Regions from separate parts of the Sus scrofa genome. Here all the other regions are linked to region 3. A link is a contact called in public promoter capture Hi-C data. All regions are on one chromosome and are shown on one strand. The core of a region is the stretch at or near the end of the contact, and the rest is flanking DNA. Distances in the headings are between cores, read along the strand shown.

The links. Promoter capture Hi-C pulls out the DNA fragments that hold promoters and counts their contacts.
Region 1: a promoter capture Hi-C map of fetal liver shows a contact between it and region 3, with 2.6 times the contacts expected there. The contact joins the promoter of ZNF609 here to the promoter of NARS in region 3. A contact is called at or near these places in 1 of 5 promoter capture datasets (fetal liver) and 1 of 47 Hi-C or Micro-C datasets (liver).
Region 2: a promoter capture Hi-C map of fetal liver shows a contact between it and region 3, with 2.8 times the contacts expected there. The contact joins the promoter of PPIB here to the promoter of NARS in region 3. A contact is called at or near these places in 1 of 5 promoter capture datasets (fetal liver) and 1 of 47 Hi-C or Micro-C datasets (liver).

Annotation. Positions count from the first base shown.
Region 1 is chr1:107,581,506-107,586,286 of Sscrofa11.1, forward strand. ZNF609 (zinc finger protein 609) reads right to left here and starts at 1,842. Exons shown (of 9, transcript XR_002344510.1): 1 at 1,717-1,842.
Region 2 is chr1:107,884,320-107,888,688 of Sscrofa11.1, forward strand. PPIB (peptidyl-prolyl cis-trans isomerase B) reads left to right here and starts at 2,344. Exons shown (of 5, transcript XM_021093880.1): 1 at 2,344-2,620; 2 at 3,327-3,440. The coding sequence starts at 2,486.
Region 3 is chr1:106,931,411-106,935,872 of Sscrofa11.1, forward strand. It overlaps NARS (asparagine--tRNA ligase, cytoplasmic), which reads right to left and starts at 1,695. Exons shown (of 16, transcript XM_003121455.6): 1 at 1,496-1,695.

The sequences.
Region 1 (4,781 bases), core at 592-3,091, 650 kb after region 3:
AAAGTTGTTTTGTTTCCACAGCCCTTGCCCAGATAGGCAAATTCTGTGGCTTTTTTGTTGTGCAATTTTTCTGAGCAGGAAGTCACCATTAAAAAGGTACTTGGTCCTTGGCTCCCTATCTTAACCGTGCACAGGGTTTTAGTGGTATTCCTAAACAAATAAACAAAAATCAAAACAAAAACATGAGTGTCCCATTTCTATAAAAAGAATTAAACATGCTGGCTCAAACAAGAGTAAAACCCTCCCCTTGGAGTCTTCTTTAAAGGTCTGACACAAACACGAGGGGTGAGTCCCCTAGCCACTATTCCTGCACAACTTAGTACAGGCCAGCCAAAGAGGCAGGCACAACATGGCTGGCATTCCCTATTCTTCTGAAAAATGTGTGCCAATGAGCTGTGCATTGTTCCTCACTCAAAAAGAAGAGCCTTTCTGTCTGGCCTCCTCCAATGGCAAGCCCCAGTCTGGAAAAGGAAGAAAATGGCACTGAGGAGCCTGGGAGATGGAGCATATCCAAAGCTCTCAGACAAGACTTGAACCTATGACCTTCACTGTGTACACAATAGGCGGGTGAGAGGGACGGGTTTATCTCTGCAGCAGCAGTTCTCAGCCCTGGGGTAGCACTCCCGATAAAATGACATGACTATTGTGTGTGGCAGCAGAACAGTCATCTCCTCACAACAGCCTAAACCAGCACTCCCTCCCCCAAGACAAAGCAGCAGGGGTGAAATTAACTCAAGGCTGCAGAGCAAAGCCTAATACAGAAAAGAGAGGCCTGTGGGGGATTGGGGACTCTCCTCAACCCCTGGGGCTCTGGACACATGGCTGGAAACAGACAGGCTTTCTCCCCCATCTTTCCCACTCTCATTTAGGTAGGAAGCTGTTTCTTAGAGAATTTAATCATCTGTGATTTGTTCAGAAATATTCCCCCTGAAGGGCTATGATCTCTCCACCCTGTGTGAGCCTAATTCCTAGAAGCTGAAATGACTGTTTGCTGCTGCCTGTTTCACAAACACACATTAATTGGTCAGATGTGTCTCCTCCTCCTCAACCCCAGAGGGAGGAAGGAGAATCTGAGCAAAGCACAGAGATGATCCAACCGTAATTACACATAAAGGGAAAAGAGGGCAGCATGGGTTTTCCAAACAGGACAGGGTCACAAACCCTCCCGAGGGTACAAGGATAGTAGTTTAAGGGCCAGGCCTAGGGATCCCTCCATCTTGAAGAAAAGGACAGGAGTAAATGTGACCTGAAGACTACAAGGAGCACACACCCACAAGCTACTTACTGCACGCCCCCAGCCACCTTGCTCCCCCCTCCTGGGCCACGCACACGTCCTGCTCCCAGCCCTTCGCCCTGAACCCCCCTAACTCCCTGACTAGCTCCAGTCACCCTGGGCCCCCCGCAAGATACCAGACTGGCCTCTAAAACTCTCTGGCCTGTCCTTACAACCTGGCCAGACTCTAATCCCTCTCGGGTACCCCTACCCTCAGCGTGAACCGGCCTGGCCACGCTTTGAACTTCACCCCAATCCCCTCGACTCCCCCCTCCCCCACCCACGCAACGACCCCCCCCCACCCCGCCATACACACCTTCTCCTCGCTCCGCCCCGGCCCCCAACCCCCACTTCCTCCGTCAGGCGCCGCTGCCCCCGGCCCCCTCAGCGCCGCCGCCTCACTCCTCCCCCAGCCCCAGCTCCACACAAAGCTCGGGACTCACCGCGCGACCGGTCCCGGGAGCCGCCACCTCCGCCCGCCCGGGCCCCGGGCCGTAGAGCCGCCGCTGCTACGGGGCCCAGGCCGCCATCCGTTCCCGCGGCCCCTCCCCCCTCCCCACCCCGCCTCGGCCGGCTCTCCGCCCCCTCCTCGCGCCGCTCCGCCCCGCCCGCCGGTGCCGCTGTTCCGGGGCCGCGGGTCCCTCAGCCGCCGCCACCGCCGCCGCCGCCGCGATCCGGGACAACCAGGGCCGCCCGGAAGACCCGGACACTGGATTATCGGGCCCTCGGATCCGGATTCCGGGCTGGTGTGGAGTCTGGAGCGGTAGAGCGCAGGGGAAACCCGGAACCTGGATGGCGGAGCCAAATCCTGGGTCTCGGAACGCGCGGTCACACGGAGCCCGGATTAGAGACTCGGAGCCAGGATTAGAGACGCGTAGCTCTGGGAATGCTGGAAAACCCGGCCGGTCGGTTAAAACAGAGATAAACTCGAAGAAGCCTGGATGGGAGAGCTCGAACCTAACGCTCTCTCCTCGTGGAAAGAACTCTCGGTGGCCAGACTTCCTCGCAGAGAGGTCTCTGGGGAAGTATCGCACCTTAAATACAGAAGACACCAATTCTGTAAGTGTCCAACCGTGGGGAGAGAAAGAGCCATAAGGGGTGTGAATGTGAACATCTACAAAGAACAGAAGGGCAAACACAGCTCATGGTGGTTTCATCCATTTTATCCGTTGTTTCAGCAAAGTATCAATCCCCTAATTTTTTATCCTTTGTCTTCCAATTTTTTTTTTTTAGGATTATCACTAGTTTTCTTGTTCAAGCACCCATTTCTCATCCTATACCCCTCTTCACCTCATCACCCCATATCACCAAATCCTGTTGATTTATATCACCTAAAAGTCCTATTGTTCTTTTCCAACCCACCATTCTATTTATGATTGTAACTTTTTCTTTCCTTATCTGCCATTCATCTGATTGCTCAGCACACTATCTAGTAGGCATTCAGTCCTTATTTAAGTGAACACTCCCACCCACCTCTCACTTATGAAACATATCATACTCTTCACCTCCTAAATCATCCACCCCCTTCTATAGCAAACAAATTTATCTTAATTCTCAAGTCTTAGCCTAAATTATATCCTTCCTGTGTCCTTGACCACCTTAGCTCTGCAGTTTTCATCTTTCCTTTTTCCACTATCCTGAGGCATCCTTCAACAGTGCCACTCAAAATAGTATGTTACTGGGTCATAAAATCCTTTCACTCTCCATCTCCACATACACATGCAAAAGCTGTGTGTGTGTGTGTGTGTATGTGTGCACGTGTGTGCACACCAGGGGGTGATGGCTAAAGATGAACGCTAGGCCTGTCTGATCTATGAAAAATAATCTCCCCTTGGCCCACCCATATTCAGCTTGTTCTAGGACAGTACAAAAACAAAACTGATGCCAGGTGACAGCAAACCTCTAATCTACACTGATGATATTACAAGTGAGGATTCAGCTACTTTCAGGTAGAGAAAGAGAAGGGCTTAGTGTTTTAGGCTTAGATATGACTTAATTAAGGGTTACCATTTAAGTAGTCATTTCCTACTAAAGAGCATGACTCTACCATTGTAGGAGACTGGACTACAAAAATAGGGAACAAAAGAAACATTCCTACAGCGAACTCTTATTTATTTTTGCTTTTCAGGGCTGCACCCGCAACATGTGGAAGTTCCCAGGCTATGGGTCAGATCAGAGCTGTAGCCACTGGCCTGTGCCACAGCCACAGCAACATGGGATCAGAGCCACATCTGCGACCTACACCACACCTCACAGCAACCCAGATCCCCAACCCACTGAGGGAGGCCAGGGATTGAACCCAAATCCTCATGGATTCATTTCCACTATGTCACAATGAAAACTCCTGAACTCTAATTTTTAGAGAGAAATTTCTCAAGCCTAGAAGAACCACTAAAAATCTTCAAGCAATTGACATCCTATACAGTAAAAGAACCTGACTTCCTGTTCCTCTAGGCTAGGGTTTGGGAAAATAGGGCCCACGGGTCAAATCAGGTGCAATGCCTGTTTTGGTATATCCCATGAACTAAAAATGGTTTTTACATTTTTGGATGGCTGAAAAATAACCAAAAGAAGACTATTTTGTGATGTGAACATTATGTGAAATTCAAATTTAAGTGCCCCAAAATAAAGTTTTATTGGCTAATAGCCATGTTCATTCATTTACACATTATCTATGGATTCATTTTGCTTGCACTGCAACAGCAGAGTTGAGTAGTTGCAATACGTACTGTATGGCCTGAAAAGCTTAAAATATTTGCTCTCTGTCCCTTTAGAGAAAAAGTGTGCTCATTCCAACTCCAAACAAGCCCTGTCTGATAGAACTTTTGCAATGATGGAAATATTCTATACTTGCACTGTTCATTTCAGAAGTCACTAACAACATGTAGCTATTTGAGCACTTAAAATATCATACTGTGACTGAAGAACTATAAATTCTTGATTTCACTTAATTTAAATAATCACATGCGGCTAGTGGCTACCATATTAGACAGTGCAGCTCTAGATGCTTTTCAAATCTTCCCCATTGACATTTTTTGCTGTTTTCTCAACATCTCACTCCCTTCCAGTGATACATCTATGCGTTCTCAGTCATCCTCCCTGCCCCTTATTTACCTGATGCCAAGTTAGGGTATAATATTTACTAGGTTCTTCCTAGACCCTCCATTGTCACACAGGAAATCTGACCATTCCATGAATTAACTCGTACCATGAATTAATCCACATTATGTGCACACACATAATGTAGACACATTTCTTCGTGTCAGAGGATGGCACTGTGGCTATATTCTTTCTTCTCTGCATGAGAGAAGTAGAAAGCCCTCCAGATCAAGATCCCTTGATGCTGCTGGAGCTCACGATATGGATCACCTCCCTCCAGACACATTCACAGTAGCTGAGAACAGCAGATGTGTGCTTGCTATTTGAATCTCAAGGAAAAAAAAAAAAAAAAAAATCCGTCATCACAGAACTTTCTTTCCTCCCTCCAGACCTAATAAACTGAAGTTAG
Region 2 (4,369 bases), core at 1,094-3,593, 950 kb after region 3:
CCCTGGCCTTGCTCAGTGGGTTAAGGATCTGGCGTTGCTGTGAGCTGTGGTGTAGGTCACAGGTGGGGCTTGGATCTGGCGTTGCTGTGGCTCTGGCTTAGGCCGGCAGCTATAGCTCCGATTCGACCCCTAGCCTGGGAACCTCCATGTGTCGTGGGTGTGGCCCTAAAAAAAAAAAAAAAAAAAAAAGACGAAAAAAAAAAACCCAGCAAATGTCATTTGTGTTTGAGAAAACTGTTGAAGCTCTGAAGACCACCTGCAGTGACCTCAGTGTAAGAAAGGACAAGGTAATGTCAGGGGCCATGCATAACTTCAGAATCAGGTTGGCACCTTATATAAAGACCAAATTGCTGAGGTGAACAATGGAAAAGGAGCCATGTCTACCTAAGATCAGGGCTGTGAAGACCAGGAATTGCTATGAAGTTAGTATTTGAAAATCAGTTACTTAATGCTATGGTTCCCAGTTTCAGAAAGATGTCAGTGTGCGGGGGTTTTTTTGGCCGGAGGATGTAAGACTCCCAGTTCTTAAGTATATGTGTTGTCGACTGTTGGGAACAACAAGTCTGTTTGGAGACCTGAGATACTGCTTGGGGACATCTGACTACTATCCCTGACTTTCCTGGAGGTTTCTAGAGAAGGGAGACTAAACTTAAGATTGTTGCAGGTATTGTTTCCCATCTCATTTCTAACAGTGATGCTGTTCCAATCAATATTTGTTGTGCACTTAGCCCTGCAGCAGTTAGGAGAGCTGTATACTAAGTAAGGGCAACACAGTCCATTCCTCACACAAAAAATGTAGTTACTTGGAAAACAGGTAAAGAAAGGAAGTTAAGAACCAGAGTACAGGAGTTCCTGTTGTGGCGCAGCAGAAAGAAATCCAACTAGGAACCATGAGATTTTGGGTTTGATCCCTGGCCTTGCTCAGTGGGTTAAGGATCCGGCGTTGCGGAGTTCCCGTCGTGGCGCAGTGGTTAACGAATCCGACTAGGAACCATGAGGTTGCGGGTTCCGTCCCTGCCCTTGCTCAGTGGGTTAAGGATCTGGCGTTGCTGTGAGCTGTGGTGTAGTTTGCAGACGCGGCACGGATCTCACGTTGCTGTGGCTCTGGCGTAGGCCAGTGGCTACAGCTCCGATTCGATCCCTAGCCTGGGAACCTCCACATGCCGCGGGAGTGGCCCAAAGAAATAGCAAAAAGACAAAAAAAAAAAAAAAGGATCCAGCGTTGCCATGAGCTGTGATGTCTAGGTTGCAGATGCGGCTTGGATCTGGCATTGCTGTGGCTGTGCATAGGCTGGCAGCTACAGCTCTGATTCGACCACTAGCCTCCATATGCTGTGGGAGCAGCCATTAAAAAAAAAAAAAAAAAAAAAAGAACCAGAGTACACACTAAAGTGTGCATTGACAAACACAGCAGTACAATTAGAGAAGGGAGAGGGAAAAAACGTAGTACTGTGATAGAGATTAGTAATAAAAAAAAAAAAAGTAGGACTTTTAAAAATTGGAGTTGCAGTTCCCAACTTGGTGCAGCGGAAACAAATCCAACCTGGAACCATGAGGATGAGGAACCATGAGGATACCTGGTCTCACTCAATGGGTTAAGGATCCTGCGTTGTGGTGAGCTGTGGTGTAGGTCGCAGAGGCGCCTCTGATGGTGCTGTGGCTGTGGTATATGTCGGCAGCTGTAGCTCCGATTAGACCCCTAGCCTGGGAACCTCCATATGCCACGGGGGTGGCCCTAAAAAGCAATAAATAAATAAATAAATGAACAGTTACAAAGTGTTAATTTCAGGTGTACAGCAAAGTGATTCAGTTTTACATATAGATACATTCACTCTTTTTCAGATCCTTCTTCCAATGGGTTATTACCAAAAAAAGAAAAAAAAGTGAAGCAAGTTTTGCACAGGAGTAGAATTCTGGTCGCTGTATATGGTTATACTACGAGTAGGCAGAAACGTGCCGCTAGTCTTTGAGGCTATCACATTTATATCCAATGTGGTGGTGACTAATCCTTGACTGTCCCAATACGGACAACGCTAAGTGTCTTCTGCCCCATCGATGCCCTTCCTCACGTAAAGTATCGGTCACCTCCTGCCAGTGGACTTGCAATCCCGCAAAGGCAGGGCGAGAGGGTGCAGGCTCTGCCTACTAGAAACTATAGTGTCTTCTCCCGGCGCCGCCTTCCGCTGACCCTCTTCCTGTTGGTCGGCGTTGGCGAGCTGGGGAGCCAATGAGGCCGCAGTAACGTGGCAGCCACCCACGAGCCCGCGTCCCTGCTAGCCCAGTCGGCGAGCCGAGCTCCGCCCCCCAGGGGGACCTACCATCTGGCGCCGACTCAGAGGGGGGAAATGGGGCCCTCCTCCGCTTGGAGGCCGGTAGGAACCCCTGTCTCCCCCCGGCTGCTCTGGGTGGCGGCGCCGGGGCCCACGCCGCTCCGCCCCGCCCCTTCCGGCCTCAGCAGCCCTGTAGCGCTCGCTTTTCCCGGTGGATGCTGCGCTTCTTGGAGCGGAACATGAAGGTGCTCTTCGTCGCCGCCGTAGTCGTGGGCTCGGTCCTCTTCCTGCTGTTGCCTGGACCTTCCACGGCAGATGAGAAGAAGAAGGGACCCAAAGTCACTGTCAAGGTCCGCCCTCCCCTCTCCAGACCTGCCTGCCGAGGCCCGCCCTTCGCCGCCTGGGTTCCGGCCTTGGCGCCGCTAGTCACATGTGTCCGAGGCGTTTACGGCCCCGGAGCTCAGGCCTGGGCGTCCTTGGCTTTGGCTCTGCCCCCTCTCTAGTCTCTCTGCTGTGCTTCTTGGCGCCTGAGCGGTCCTCGCTTATTCAGACCAGAGATTGACCTGAACCCTCCCCGTTAGCCTGGCCCTGGCCCAGGCTTTGCCACCCATGATGCCCAGCTGGGCTGGCACTGAAGACTCAGAGCCGTTTATGCACTGCTGGAGAAATGGTGAAAGATTACGTCTGCCAAATTGCCAGTCCTTTATCTACTCAGGTCCAGTTGTAGCCACTTCCAATTACAAGGCACATTTGTGTAGTTTTAAACCTGAGGGGTGTGCTTAGGCTCCCCTCCTTAGGGTTTTTGATGTTAAATTTTATCATCTGGGCCCATTATTTATTTAGAGCAAAGGTTGTTAATCTGTAGTCTAAGGAGATTGTCAACAAACTAAACGTAAATTTTCATGGGATTTTTGTTGCTACCAAAGTCATATTTAGAAACACTGCTCCTAAAATATGGCTGTTTTCTCTCCCATCCTCTGGGTAGCTTCTTGGGTCCCCCTTCCCTAGCAAGGCCCCTTCAAAGAGGCCAAGTTCAAAATGGTATTTTTTCTTCAGGTTTACTTTGACCTGCGAATTGGAGATGAAGATATAGGCCGGGTGGTCATCGGTCTCTTTGGAAAGACAGTTCCAAAAACGGTGGATAATTTTGTGGCCTTGGCTACAGGAGAGGTAAGTGGCTAGAGTGGAGGTAGCCAAGCTCAAAAGAAGTGAAATTGGCATATAGGGCTGGCAGCAAACTGACTTCCCCATCCATAACAGTGACAGAGTACCAGCTGTGCCCTCTGGCACAGGGAACCCACTATTACTATATCTATTGGGTTTTTTAATTAATTTATTTATTTTTTACTTATTAGGGCTGCACCTGCGGCAAATGGAAGTTCCGGGGCTAGGGGTCTAGTTGGAGCTACAGCTGCTGGCCTATACCACAACCACAGCAATGCCAAACCGATCCTCATATGTGACCTGTGCTGCAGCTTGCAGCAACGCCAAATCCTTAACCCACTGAGCAAGGCTAGGGATTGAATCCACATCCTCATGGATACTAGTCCAGTTCATAACATGCTGACCCACAATGGTAACTCCTCTACTGAATTTTTTAAACTGAATCCAGAATTAGGATTATTATTTTCTTTTTTTTTAAGAAAAGTTTTCATCTTTGAGACATCATGGTAACCAAAGAAAACATCTATGGAAACTAGTCTGTAGCTTCTGCACCAGAGTAAGGGGCTCAGAGCTTTCCAGGTTTTAATGAAATGAATGTCCTTCCTATATAAGAAAGTTTCTGTTTTGGAGTTCCTGGTGGCTCAGCAGGTTAAGGATCCGGAGTCGTCACAGGTGTGGTGCAGGTTCCATCCCTAACCTGGGAACTTTGGCATGCCGCTGGCATGGCCCAAAAAATAAAAAAGAGCTTGTATTTCAACTTTCCATTGGTTAGTAGGTAACTGGGTTTTTTCTCTTTTTTTGGTCTTTTTTTTGCCTTTTCTAGGGCCGCTCCCGCAGCATATGGAGGTTCCCAGGCTAGAGGTCTAATCAGAGCTGTAGCTGCCAGCCTACGCCAGAGCCACAGCAACGTGGGATCCGAGCCGAGTCTGCAACCT
Region 3 (4,462 bases), core at 445-2,944:
GCATGTACTTCCCCTCCAAAATCACATGTGTACTGACACTCCCTCCTACTTCTTTGGAGCAGAATTTCAAAGTTATCTGAAATGCTGCCTCCTGGGCTGTAGTCTTCATTTTGTCCCCAGTAAAACAACTTTCAACTTGTAAGTCATCCATAGTTTTTAAGCTGACAAAAGCGAAGGTTTAAAGTGTGCTTGTATTTTTTAAATTTATTTTTTATTTTTTAATTTTATTACTCAATGAATTTATTGCATTTATATAAAAATAAAAATAATAATTAAAAATTTTTTAAAAATTTAAAGGAAAAAAATTTTTTAAAAATGTGCTTGTACAGTTGAGTGTGTTTTCTTGCCCCTGCCATTATCAGGAGAAGAGTTTACTGGTCCAAGGAAGGTGATAGAAGTGTGACCTGGATCCAGTCTACATCTTGGAACTAAACCCACCTGAACTTGGTCCAGATCAGCTGACTCCTAGATAGACCAGTGAGAATAAATGATTGTTGTGTTGCCTCTGAGTTTTGGAACATTTTGTTACACAGCTTTATCAGGACAGTAGTGACCGATAAAAGCCCCGTTACTCAGAAGCAGCTGGCTTAAAAGAGGAGCTGAATAGCCTATTGGGAGGCAGTTAAAACACACTGCAAGGTGTCAGACAATGTTTGATGCAATCTCTCACACAGTGGAATGTATATTATTATGATTATTTTGTGTGTTTTTTGGTTTCAAACAGTTCTCCAGGTATTTTCATTTCTGTGAAGCACTTGAAATGTCTATGACCCACACTGAAGCCAGAAGGCAGAAATCTTTACTGTTTTTTTTTTTTTGGTTTTGTTTTGTTTTGTTTTTTGTCTTTTTGCTATTTCTCTGGGCCGCTCCCACAGCTTATGGAGGTTCCCAGGCTAGGGGTTGAATCGGAGCTGTAGCCGCCACCCTACGCCAGAGCCACAGCAACGCGGGATCCGAGCCGCGTCTGCAACCTACACCACAGCTCAAGGCAACACCGGATCGTTAACCCACTGAGCAAGGGCAGGGACAGAACCCGCAACCCGCAACGAATTCCTAGTCGGATTCGTTAACCACTGCGCCACTACGGGAACTCCAATCTTTACCGTTCTTTGCCCAAAGGAAGGACAAACTCTCCTAACACCAGTGAAGACCACATGAAATGGAAGTGAGAGAAGGGACGACAGCTCCAGGGCAACTGCAGACAAGACCCTCTGCCTGCCTCCTGCAGTTTCTACCCCCAGTAATAAAAACAAAGCAGTCAACCTCTTTCCTAGAGTGGTTTGCTCCTCATCTACCCACAGCCCGTACTGAACTTGCCCCTGCCCCCTGTGTCTGGTCCCTGGCCCGTACATGTCACTACCAGAATGTAGGTAAGATGCCATGCTGGCATCCTTCCAGGGCACTCAGCACAGCTTGCACTCAGTAAGCGTTTGCTAATTATCTGTTGGGCAGACAGTTTAGTCCAACCTCCTTCCGGAAGCAGAACTTTACTTACAGCATCGTGGAAACAGTCACTTCCAAGAACAAATTGAAATTTGTCGGTGCTTATAGTGAATGAATGCATGCAGTGAATGGTATTGTTTTTCTCTCCTCCTCAGACCGCCCAGCTGGGGCGCCCTCTTCTTGCGGTCCTCGATATTTCGCCCCCGCCCATCAGGGTTGTTCTAGTCTCTGGGTAGAAGCCTCCTCCGCTCCACCGGGAGCCAGAAGCGAATCACGGTCCTAACCCTGTTATGGCCCCCGCGGGCCACCGTAGCGGGCCGCTGGCTGGGGCCCAAGGCCCGCAACTTCCGTGTTGCCATGTTGTCTCCAGGCACTTTTGCCTTTCCACACGTGGTCTTAACATTTCCGGTTCTGCGCGGCACCTCCCCTGTGAGTAAGGGAGGCTGGATCTCAGGCTTGTTTGAGCACAGCTTTCCGTGCGTTATCTTGGAGCAAGCGCGCAGGCTTCTTTAGCGCTTTTTTATGCACTAAAGTTATTTGCTCCTCAAGACGTTTCGAAGAGAGAAGAGGCAAAAATCACTGTAAGCGTTTCTAGGACACTTTTCCCCAACCCAGGGCCGGGAACGGGGGCTGGGGTGTGGGGAGGGGAAGCTTAGTGTTTGCCTAGATAGCGAAGCGGTCAAGCAATCGAAGAAAATCTCAGTAATGTTTGAGAAAATCTCAGTAATGTTTAAAATCGATTTGACACTGCAAACAAAAAGTGGGAATTATCATTACAGTGACACTATTAACTTAGAAAACTGGAAATGTAACTTTTTGCTTGTAGAGTTAAATTTAAGCATTTAGGTTTGCTCGTTAATTTATTTTGGCGGCCCCCAGGCTCTTTCGTGTTTGTAAACTGCTAGCTTTGTCTTTAATCTCTTCCTGAAAAGTTAAAATGAAGGACACTATAAAGTGTCCTTCATTTTTCTTGAAGGCGGGTGACTAATGGGGCACTGAAGCCAGATATCCTAGGACACAGGGCTCTTTCTGCCTCAGTGACTCTGCTCGGGTTCCTTAATCTCTCTGAGCCACAGGTTTTTCAACTGTAAAGTGATGATAATATTCTGGAAAGGCTGCCTTTGGAGGTTAATGTGAGATACAGAAATGCCTAGTGTGTGCTTGGCATCTAGTGAACTTTCTGAATTAGGATGTAAATAGTATTGCTAGTTAATCATTGTTCTTTTGTTCCATGATCCTGCTTAAATCAAATCTCAGGCCTTCAAACTGCTGAGGGATGCTGGTGGGACGGACCCATACCCCACTCCTAATGAATTCTGGCCAGTTTTCAAAGTATCTCAGACTCTGCAGATCTTTTCCACTGCCCCAACTCTCTCAAGAAATGACCCATCTCTTGCTTCACGCTGTTGAATAGGAGCTCTGATGGCCCTCCTTCAAAACTCTCAAACTTTCCAGGCTCAGCACCTGTCCTTACCTTCTGGTACAATGTAACCACAGCTGACCCTTGAACAACACAAATTTGAATTGATGGGTGGGTTTTTCCCCAGTAAATACCTAGTGCAGTAGTACAGGATCTGCAGTTGGTTGATTCCACCGATGGTCAGTTATAAAGTTATAATCTGATTTTCGGCTGCGTGAGGATTTGTGCCCTAACCCCTGAGTTGTTCAGGGCTCAGCTGTTGTATCCTTCCTCCTGTCTTCTCAGTCCTCCTTATTTCTCCAGTCTAATCTCTATACTCCAGCCAGGGCGAACAGTTGGAAACATAAACTCTCATTCTCCAGCTGGCAACCCTCCCTGACTTCTTTTGCTCTTAGGATCCACCCCAACCCCCCCCCGTAGGCTCACCAGGCTGTATGCTCTCAAGCTTTCTAAATGCACAATTCGTATCAGCCTGGACTCCTTTCTTTGAATTGACCTGGGTACAATGTGGGATTTGAGATAGTCTTGAAAGTTGAAGGTAGAGTCAAATGGTCTTGAAAGTTGAAGGTAGAGTCAAATGGAGGGGGGAGTGGGAAGCTTTCAGAACACAAGGGATTGTGTTCTCTGAAAGCAATGAGGGAGAACTCCCCCAGGTTATTTTGAAGAGCAATCATGGTATTAGTTTAGCAGGAGTTGAGGCTCCTGTGGGGTCTCTGGGGATCTCAGAGGCCCAGTGGATTTCTTGGTTTATGGTTGTGTGTGTATTTTGTTTTTGTTTGTTTTTGTTGTTGTTGGAGCAGATCATGAAAGTATTTTCACCCCAAGCCACAAAATCCTAAGAAACAGTCTGGTCTTGGACAAACCCAATAAATTGAAAAGAGCTCTTCTAGGTTCACATTTACTCAAGATGTTGGCAGTGATGGAATCCTGAGGCAAGTTTCCCAAAAAGTTGAACCATAAATATACCTTTAGAAAGAGTCCTTAGTGTCACCTCTGTTAAACTCTTCACTAATGATGCACGTTTATGTTGGTCACACAAAATTTAAATGAGGAATCTGAAGGTAGGTGAGAGTTCCCAAGTGGGTGGTAACGAGAAACCCTGTATAGGACTCCATAGGCTGGCTTACTCATTATGAAGCTTGGCTCAGCACCCATTTTGTAATGACCCTGCAAGATGATTCTCATTTGGCAAATTGACCTCTAATCTAAAGGTTGATTGTTAACACTTGAGAGAATTGATTCATGATGAGAAATGGTAGGCTCTGGAACCCTCTCACTTTGGCTTCACAATCCAGATCTAATATCTTGAATCCCCTGGCGGGAAGAAACAGAAACATTCTTGGGCTTGTGACAATACCTTGAGAAGGACTACTGTTTTTTTAACAGCATCAGGGGCCAAAGGAACATTGACAGTCTTTCCAACTGGAGATCCTAAATAGGTTATCTGGAGTGAGTGACCTATATCCTGAATTTGGCAGGAGCACCCTGGTTTTTTAACCACCGTATTTGGTCGGGAGGTTTGGATTTCTCTTCATGTTAGAATTTCTCTTCCTTTTATATTTATTGTAAACAGCTATATTATAATTTGATTCAGTTCTG